Linked DNA regions of Sus scrofa: region 1 is linked to region 2. A link is a contact called in public Hi-C data. All regions are on one chromosome and are shown on one strand. The core of a region is the stretch at or near the end of the contact, and the rest is flanking DNA. Distances in the headings are between cores, read along the strand shown. Region 1 overlaps ADD2 (beta-adducin). Region 2 holds the start of ADD2 (beta-adducin).

Region 1 (3,506 bases), core at 94-2,593, 66 kb after region 2:
CGGCATCTGGAATGGATATCTTCCGTTCCACAACACAACCCCTAACATCTAGCCAGTAGTATTTTAACCCTGACTGCCCATTAGAATCACTCAGAGCTTTTAAAAATCCTGATGTCCAGGCCATGCCTCAGACTAATAATATTAAAATCACTGATATCAGTAATTTTTCAAAGTTCTCCATGTGGTTCCAATGTGCACTCAAGGCTGAGATCCCTGCTCTAGGCCAAGGGTTCAGGTCTGTCCCTGGAGGGATCCTGTCCATGTGTCTTCCTTTGAATTTGCAATTTGCCTTTTGCAAAGGAGAAGAATGCAAAATAATAATAATAACAGCAACAACAATAATATCAATCAGTGGATCACCCAAGTGTTCCGGGCTAGTGGGACAGACTTCCACTTCCCTGGCCTAGTGCATCAGCCCAGCCCACCCACTCCAAGCAGCTGTAAGGTGGAGGGTAAAGTGCTGACAGAAAATGGAAGAAGAGGTCACAGACGGCTCACGGCCAGCAAGAATATGCTTTCCCCGTGGTCAGCAGGAAAAGGTAGCTGTGACCAGCCCAGCTCTCCAAAGGCTCACTCCAGGATCTAGATATATGGGCCTCTGGGCAGCCCGGTAACTTCGTGCCCTTCGGACAGCGTTTATTCTGTTAATGTTTCTCAATATTTATTTAGTAGGGCTTAAGAGAGACTAATTTTCCATTCGTAAAAATGGTACACCTTTTTTAAACTTGGAGTAAGACATTTACTAATTCTGCATTGAGACACTCTTTACATAAAGATTCATGATTCAGAGGCCAGGGCAAAGACAAAGTTGTAAAGAAGAGCCCTGCGGGAAGCATTTACCGCCTCTTAGACGGTCCCCGTTCTCTTTTTATGAATTTCCCACATAATGTTTTTAGGAGGCGTCTTAGAGGGTTTACATTTTACATCAAGTCCGATTTCCCAGTGAACAAGTTTACACTGTGTAGATAAGCATTACAGAACTGCCGCCAAAGTCTGCACGTCGCCCTCACCCTGGGAGACCAGACCGCTTGAACCAGAGTGGGGGCTGAAGCCGGGGGCCTGGAGCTGGTGACAAATTTCCACTTAGTCGGACGGTGCATCAGCGCCCCCTATAGGCCGGTAGCCGCGGAGCCCTGTCCTCCAACCCGCGCGGTCCCACTCACACCCTCCCGGGCATAGCCGCATCCCACCGCGAATGCCGCGGAATCCAAGCCCTCTGCTTTAGGAGTCGTGTACCCCGACTGGGAACAGCCTCCTCCCTTCTCTGCAGGGTTCCAGGAGTGGACCATAAACTCACCAGGAGGACTATGAGTGAAGAGACGGTCCCCGAGGCCGCCTCCCCGCCGCCCGCGCAGGGGCGGCAGTACTTCGACCGCTTCTCTGAGGAAGACCCTGAGTACCTGCGCCTTCGCAACCGTGCGGCGGACCTGCGGCAGGACTTCAACCTGATGGAGCAGAAGAAGCGCGTCACCATGATCCTGCAGAGCCCGGTGAGTGGGGTCTGCCCCAGGCGGGCAGGGGGAGGAGGGAGGGGGTGGGGGGACGCTGCACTTGAAAGATAAATAACTGCTCTTCCGCTCGTTCAGGATCTGAGCAATTTTAAACTCACTGAGCAAGACGCCCTGGTAACGTGGGTGTTTGGGTCTCTCTCCAGGCATGGGCAGCTGGCACATCCTCATTTAGGGTTTGGCTGGGTGGTTGGGGGAGCTGGGTCTGAAGGACAGGAGCCCCACCTCGGTTACTTGTGCCCCTTCTGAGTCTCAGTTTCCAACCTTCTTTTCTCTCCTCACTACAAGCTGTAACAATGACGTAACAGATTTAGGTAAACCAAGGGTGGGGGTGTAGGGGGAGGGTCACGTAGGAGATTTGGGGCTCCCTTTTCTGAACACCAGAAACTCTGTCCTGGCAAGTAAGGCTTTGATACCGGGGCAGGGGTGAAGTGGGTCTGAGCTCCAGAAGGTGGCGGAGTGGAGGGCCCAGGGGACAGGTCCTGATCACCGAGCCATGGTGCCCCTCTTGAGGTCAGTTGGTGCCTGCCTGGCGTGGACACAGAGCTCTTCCTTGAGGCGGGTGATGGCTGAGAAGGAGGGAGGGTGAGCCTCCTGGACCAGTGAAGCAGGCGGGTGATGCAGTCCTTGGAGGGGAGGAAGAGCAGTGGAAAGAGGCAAGCGGGGAGCCTCCCGCCGGTAGAGCTGGGGGCTCCTCAGGAAACAGGGCCTGCTCCTAAGTGCTGAGAAGCTCAAGGATGGAGCTGGCAAATCCAGGTACCTGCCAGGATGGGCTCTGCCTCAGCCCCTCCCGGGTTTTTGGAGACCCAGGGTGAGCAGGGCACTGTGTGTGACCCTGGTTGAAAGGGCACATAGAGGAGCAGTAAGGGGGATGGGCCGGAGGTCTTGGTGACAGGTGACACTGGGGAGTCTGGAGGAATATGGGATGGCAGGTGTGGGAGGAGAAGTGGCAGAGTTAGCACCAACCCAAGTTTTGGGGCCCGAAGGATGGGACTTCTCAGGCAGGCAATGGGGACAGGAGGTGGTCATGCTTCTTCTGTCCTTTTGTAGATTCCCCAACCCCTAAGTGGTTCTCTGTTTCCTCCTGAGGGTTCCACGCTGCCACCTGGTGGGCAGACATGCCCTATTTTTGTCTCAATGGTCTGAAAAGCCACGCTTAGAGTAGCAGGACTTCAGAAGTGGAAGTGACCTCTGAAGTCATCGAATCCTTCTGTATATGAGGAAACTGAGGCCCAGAAGAGCATAGGCCTGACTGATGGACAGGAAAGATGGCACACTTTTTCATTCAGTTCTGCTTTTTAAAATGTCTTTTCATCACTAAAGCGAAGTCTGATGGGGAGAGGGGGTCTAGGTTATCACTAAGGCAAAGGAAGGACCTGGAATCTGGAATATTGCCCACAGGGCAAAGGGCACAGGATTGTCCAGTGCCCTCTAGGGCCCAGATATCCCACTTGTGGCCCTGGCCTAGCTGACCCAGGGACTAGGGGTGGGCACTTGGAAGAGGGGCCCTTGGTCTCGCACACGAGATGCCCTGGGAGGACCAGCGCCTCGGGGCCTGCTTCAGTCTTTCAGGGAGGAGCTGGAAGGCCTCATCCAGGAGCAGATGAAGAAGGGGAACAACTCCTCCAACATCTGGGCCCTGCGGCAGATCGCGGACTTCATGGCCAGCACCTCCCACGCAGTCTTCCCAACATCTTCCATGAGTACGTGGGGAGCTGGGGAGCTGCCAGGAGCAGAGGTGGAGGAAGCAGGGTGGGGAAGGTGCAGCAGGAAGCAGCTCGGTTGCCAGGCTACGCAGTGAGCGGTGCAGCTGCATTAGCAAACCTGGGGGAGCTGAGCAGCAGCCAGAGGGTACCTGGTGCTCCTTTTGCTGTGATTTCAAGAGAATTATCCCTGATGCCCAGACATAGGAAAGGGGGGTGGGGAGGGCAGGGATGGAGACTTAAGGGAGAACCTGCCTCTGGCTCGGCTGGGGCGAGGGGGAGGATGATACTGTGG
Region 2 (3,790 bases), core at 839-3,338:
CATTCATCTATGGATGGACGTTTAGTTTGCTTTCCTGCCTTCGCAACTGTAAATAATGCTGCTATGAATATTGCAGTGCTTGTGTCTTTTCAAATTAGCTTTTTCTGTTTTTTTTGTTTGTTTGTTTGTTTTGATATATACCCTGGAGTGGAATTGCTGGGTTACACGGTAGTTTTATTTGTAGTTTTTTGAGAATTCCCCATATGGTTTTCCACAGTGGTGTGGCAATTTTCCTTCCACCAACCATGTAGGAGGATTAATTCTGCTTGTAAAGTAAATTTTTTTGTCTCCTCTGAGAGGCCATGTGTAAGGTTAGGGCTCAGCTATGGAGCCATGGTGCTTGAGTTTGCATCCTGGCTTGGCCACCTACTAGCTGTGGAACCTTGGGAAGTAACCTAACCTCTCTGCGCCTCTGTCTCTTCATCTATTAAATAGGATAATAATATTTCCATCCTCATAGCGTTCTTGTAGGATAATGATCAAAATGCAATGGCAGGACCAAACAAGAGTTTGCTATTATTAGTTTGAGAAAGCTTAAGGACACACCAGGAAGAGAAAATGTTGAGTGATGAACATGACCAAGGGGATTTATGAAACCTGCTATTTCTAGACTAAACAAAAATTCTCTTCCCTTTTTGGGTTCTGTTTTAGAAAAGGGCTTACCATACCTGTGATTTTGGGGCTCTGGAGAAGGCAGTTCCAACTTCTCAGATATTATTGCTCAGCACCAATAGTGCTCAGGCCACCTGAGTGTCTCAATAAACATGTCATTTCCTGGTTCTGGCCAGACAGACTTCAGGTCCTGGTGGCTGAGCTGCTTGTAATTCTAGCAGATTTTGATGAGAGAATGGGGAGAGGGCTTCTGCTGAGTGATTCTGAGGATGAAGTGGGAACGGATGAGAAGCACTGAGTGGGGAAGTAAGGCTAGAGACCAGGGGTTGGAGGGGCTGGGGGAGCTAGAGAAGAAAGGCAAAATTCACTCTGGCCCCTGAAATGCAGTGCTTGCCAGGTGTCCTAGGGCTTTTGTAGTGGGCACTTTCTTCTTTCCTACACTGGTAGTAGCTCAAGTACAGTCGCATTTCTCATACGTTAGTTTTCAAAGGAATCGTTAGGAATGCTTGTTAAAAACATGGGTTTCTGGCCCCAGCTCCAGAAATTCTGATTCTGCAGCAGTGCTGTAGTGGGGTCTGGTGATTTTTATGCGGCTGTGTTGCCCCAGAACCTTGAGGGAGCAGAGGGGCCATGATCTGGATGGGGGCAGTGACCAGAGGCTTTTCTAGAAGCTGTACTTGCCCTGCCATCACATTTTTAAAAACATCTGGCATGAATGTTGATTTAGGGGAGCTTTGGGGTTGATGGAGAATATGAGCGTCTAAAGTCCCAAGCTGCCACCCGACATCCCTCTTCTCTGAGGGCCACACATTGAGAAACACCGTCAGAAAGTAGAAGTGAGAGTTGCCTTAGGTATACTACCATTTTACAGAGTTAAGACAATAAGGCCCAGAGAGGTTAAGTGACTTCATCAGGGTCACACAGCTAATTACTTAATGGGAGGTCTGAGACTGTAACCACGTATTCTGGTGCTCCATCCAGCTGCCCATTCACGAAACACCTGTTCCTTCTGGGGTGGGAGACTGGGGAGAGGAGGGAGTGAGAGGAGGAAATAGTGAGAATTGGAGGGACCTGGGCCCATACATAGCCTAAGAGGGTAGGGCAATAGCAAATATTTTGCCCACGTGGAAAACGGAATCAGCATTAGAATAGGGATTAAAAAGCCTTGGAATTCAAACGGTTGAACAATTGCTATTAAAATCACTAATTGAATTGGTCTTCTCAAGGCAAAGTGTCCTTTCCAGACAGGAACAAGACTTTTTCCTATTTAATCCCAGGAGGATACATCCTCTAACAGAGCTCACGTTTCAGATTTTCTTCCGAGCAACAACATGCTCACGTTGGCTCTTGGCTGTTCCGAGCAGCTCGCGGTGCGGGAGTGGCCGTGGGCAGAGGGCCTGGGCGGCGGGACTGCGGCAGCGCGGGCGGCAGGCTGCGGGCGGGGGCACTGCAGCACGGCGGCCCTCGCTCGGGTGGCCGGGCAGCGGCCCGCTAGAGGGGGCGCTGTGGGCACCGCCAAGCATTCTTTTGTCAGCGCACACGGCCAAGAGAGCTCTCATTTCCTCCCCGCCTGGTGCGGGAAATGGATTTAATTCTGACAGCACGGCTGTAAGGGACGAACGGCAACGAAAGCCTTTTGTCAAGGAGTAGCAGCCTCTGTTGTCTGTAATTACCGCTGACGCGGAGAAGCTGCATTGCTGGTGGAATTCCAGGCAGCTCTGGCGAGTGCGGGGCTGCAGGATGAGTAGAAAACATTGCCCTGACGATTAGCTGGGCTCATTTATCGAGCAGATCCAAAAAAGAAAAACAACAGCCAACAAACCAAACCCCACAACCCGCAGTGGAAGACCAGAGATGGATAAGATGCCGTGCAGGAGGTAAGCCCATCTTGGGAGTGGGCGCCGTGGGCTGGCCTTGGTTTTGTTTATTTTAATCGAATTTGAGACCCCTACAGCATCCTTCCACCGAGCGGGAGCTGGTTGGTCCAGAACGGTGAGCTTGTCTTAATGAGTGCGATGCAGCCCTTACCCGCGGCTGTGCTTTATGCCTAAAGGTTTTTGTTGCTGATGTAACATTGGAGGTTCTTTGGAAAGCCGGGCTTCCAAGCTCTGGCCTCTGCCTGGGGACAGCCGGACCCACTCGCCCGGAGCGCAGCGTCTGACAGGTGGGGCTTTCTTCTCGGTCCAGGCGGGCAGGCGGGCCAGCGGGCGGCGAGCTCCGCCGGGCGGGGCCGCCCCTCCCGCCCCTTCGCGCTCGGCCGCCGCCCTCCGGGGAAGCGGCGAGGCGCGCATGGCAGGGCTGGGCGCGCTCCCCCGGCCTCGCCATCGCTGAGGCGCCGCGCTCCGCCGCAGCTGCGGGCGAGCAGGTGCGGCGTCGGCAGCCGCCTGCACTGGGAGCAGGGGCGCGGGCACGTGAGCGGACCCGAGTGGGTTGAATTTTTATGCGACCGCACCAGTTTGGAGGGAAAAAAAGGCCACTGTCCCCGAGGAGGTCCGGCCAATCTGTTCATCTCTTAGATTTCATCGTCCCTCGGCTCTTTTCCCCTGCCTCCCCGGCCCTCCAGCACCCGGGAGGAGGCCGCCCTCCACCAGGGAGGCGGAGGACAGCGTCTGCTTGTTTTGAAATCGCGACCGTAGTCAGTCTACCTGGTGTTGGGGGGGAAGGGAGGGGCAAACTGCTTTAGGATGCTGATCAGGCGCTCGGGTCTAGCCTATTGTCTTGCCTTTTCTCCCCCTTTCTCTTCTCTAATCCCCACCCCCTGCCAAAAAAAAAAAAAAAAAAAAAAAAAAAAGAAAGAAAGAAAAGAAGAAGAAGAAAAGGGGGGGGGAGGGAGAGAGAGAAAAGAAGGAGGAGGGGAGAAAAGCCCCAGCCCACACCCTATCAAATTCTTTTGAAAATTGTCATTTATCTTTGACACTTGATTATTACCCATCTGTTTCTCTACACCCACTCTTCCCTCCTCTTGCAGTTTGTCGGCTAAGATTCAACTGACTCAAACGAACCTTATAAATACTAGAAATCAAATCTGTTTCCTAAATGGACATTTTGTGCTTTCTAACCCCAAATTGCAGCAGGAGCAAATGATGGGGGAAGTAGACGCCCTTCTTCCACTTCTAGGGTGTGGAGCTAGTAGAGATCCATGAGATATTGAACTTGTGTGATGAGGGATTAATGGGGT

What was found. A called contact is a pair of places that touch in the nucleus more often than the background predicts.
Region 1: a Hi-C map of undifferentiated spermatogonia shows a contact between it and region 2, with 1.9 times the contacts expected there. The contact joins the enhancer-like site here to the promoter of ADD2 in region 2. A contact is called at or near these places in 1 of 5 promoter capture datasets (fetal liver) and 6 of 47 Hi-C or Micro-C datasets (brain, embryonic fibroblasts, fetal liver and 1 more).

Annotation. Positions count from the first base shown.
Region 1 is chr3:71,794,983-71,798,488 of Sscrofa11.1, forward strand. It overlaps ADD2 (beta-adducin), which reads left to right. Exons shown (of 17, transcript XM_021087396.1): 3 at 1,271-1,490; 4 at 3,073-3,211. The coding sequence starts at 1,308. Among named protein-coding and RNA genes, the nearest start is that of ADD2, 67 kb to the left of the region's middle. Within about 2 kb of position 1,344, at least 6 of the 83 cell types and tissues checked have an H3K27ac peak or open chromatin away from gene starts, as enhancers often do. A contact at or near this core is called in fetal liver and undifferentiated spermatogonia, where this site is marked.
Region 2 is chr3:71,727,794-71,731,583 of Sscrofa11.1, forward strand. ADD2 (beta-adducin) reads left to right here and starts at 2,089. Exons shown (of 17, transcript XM_021087396.1): 1 at 2,089-2,489.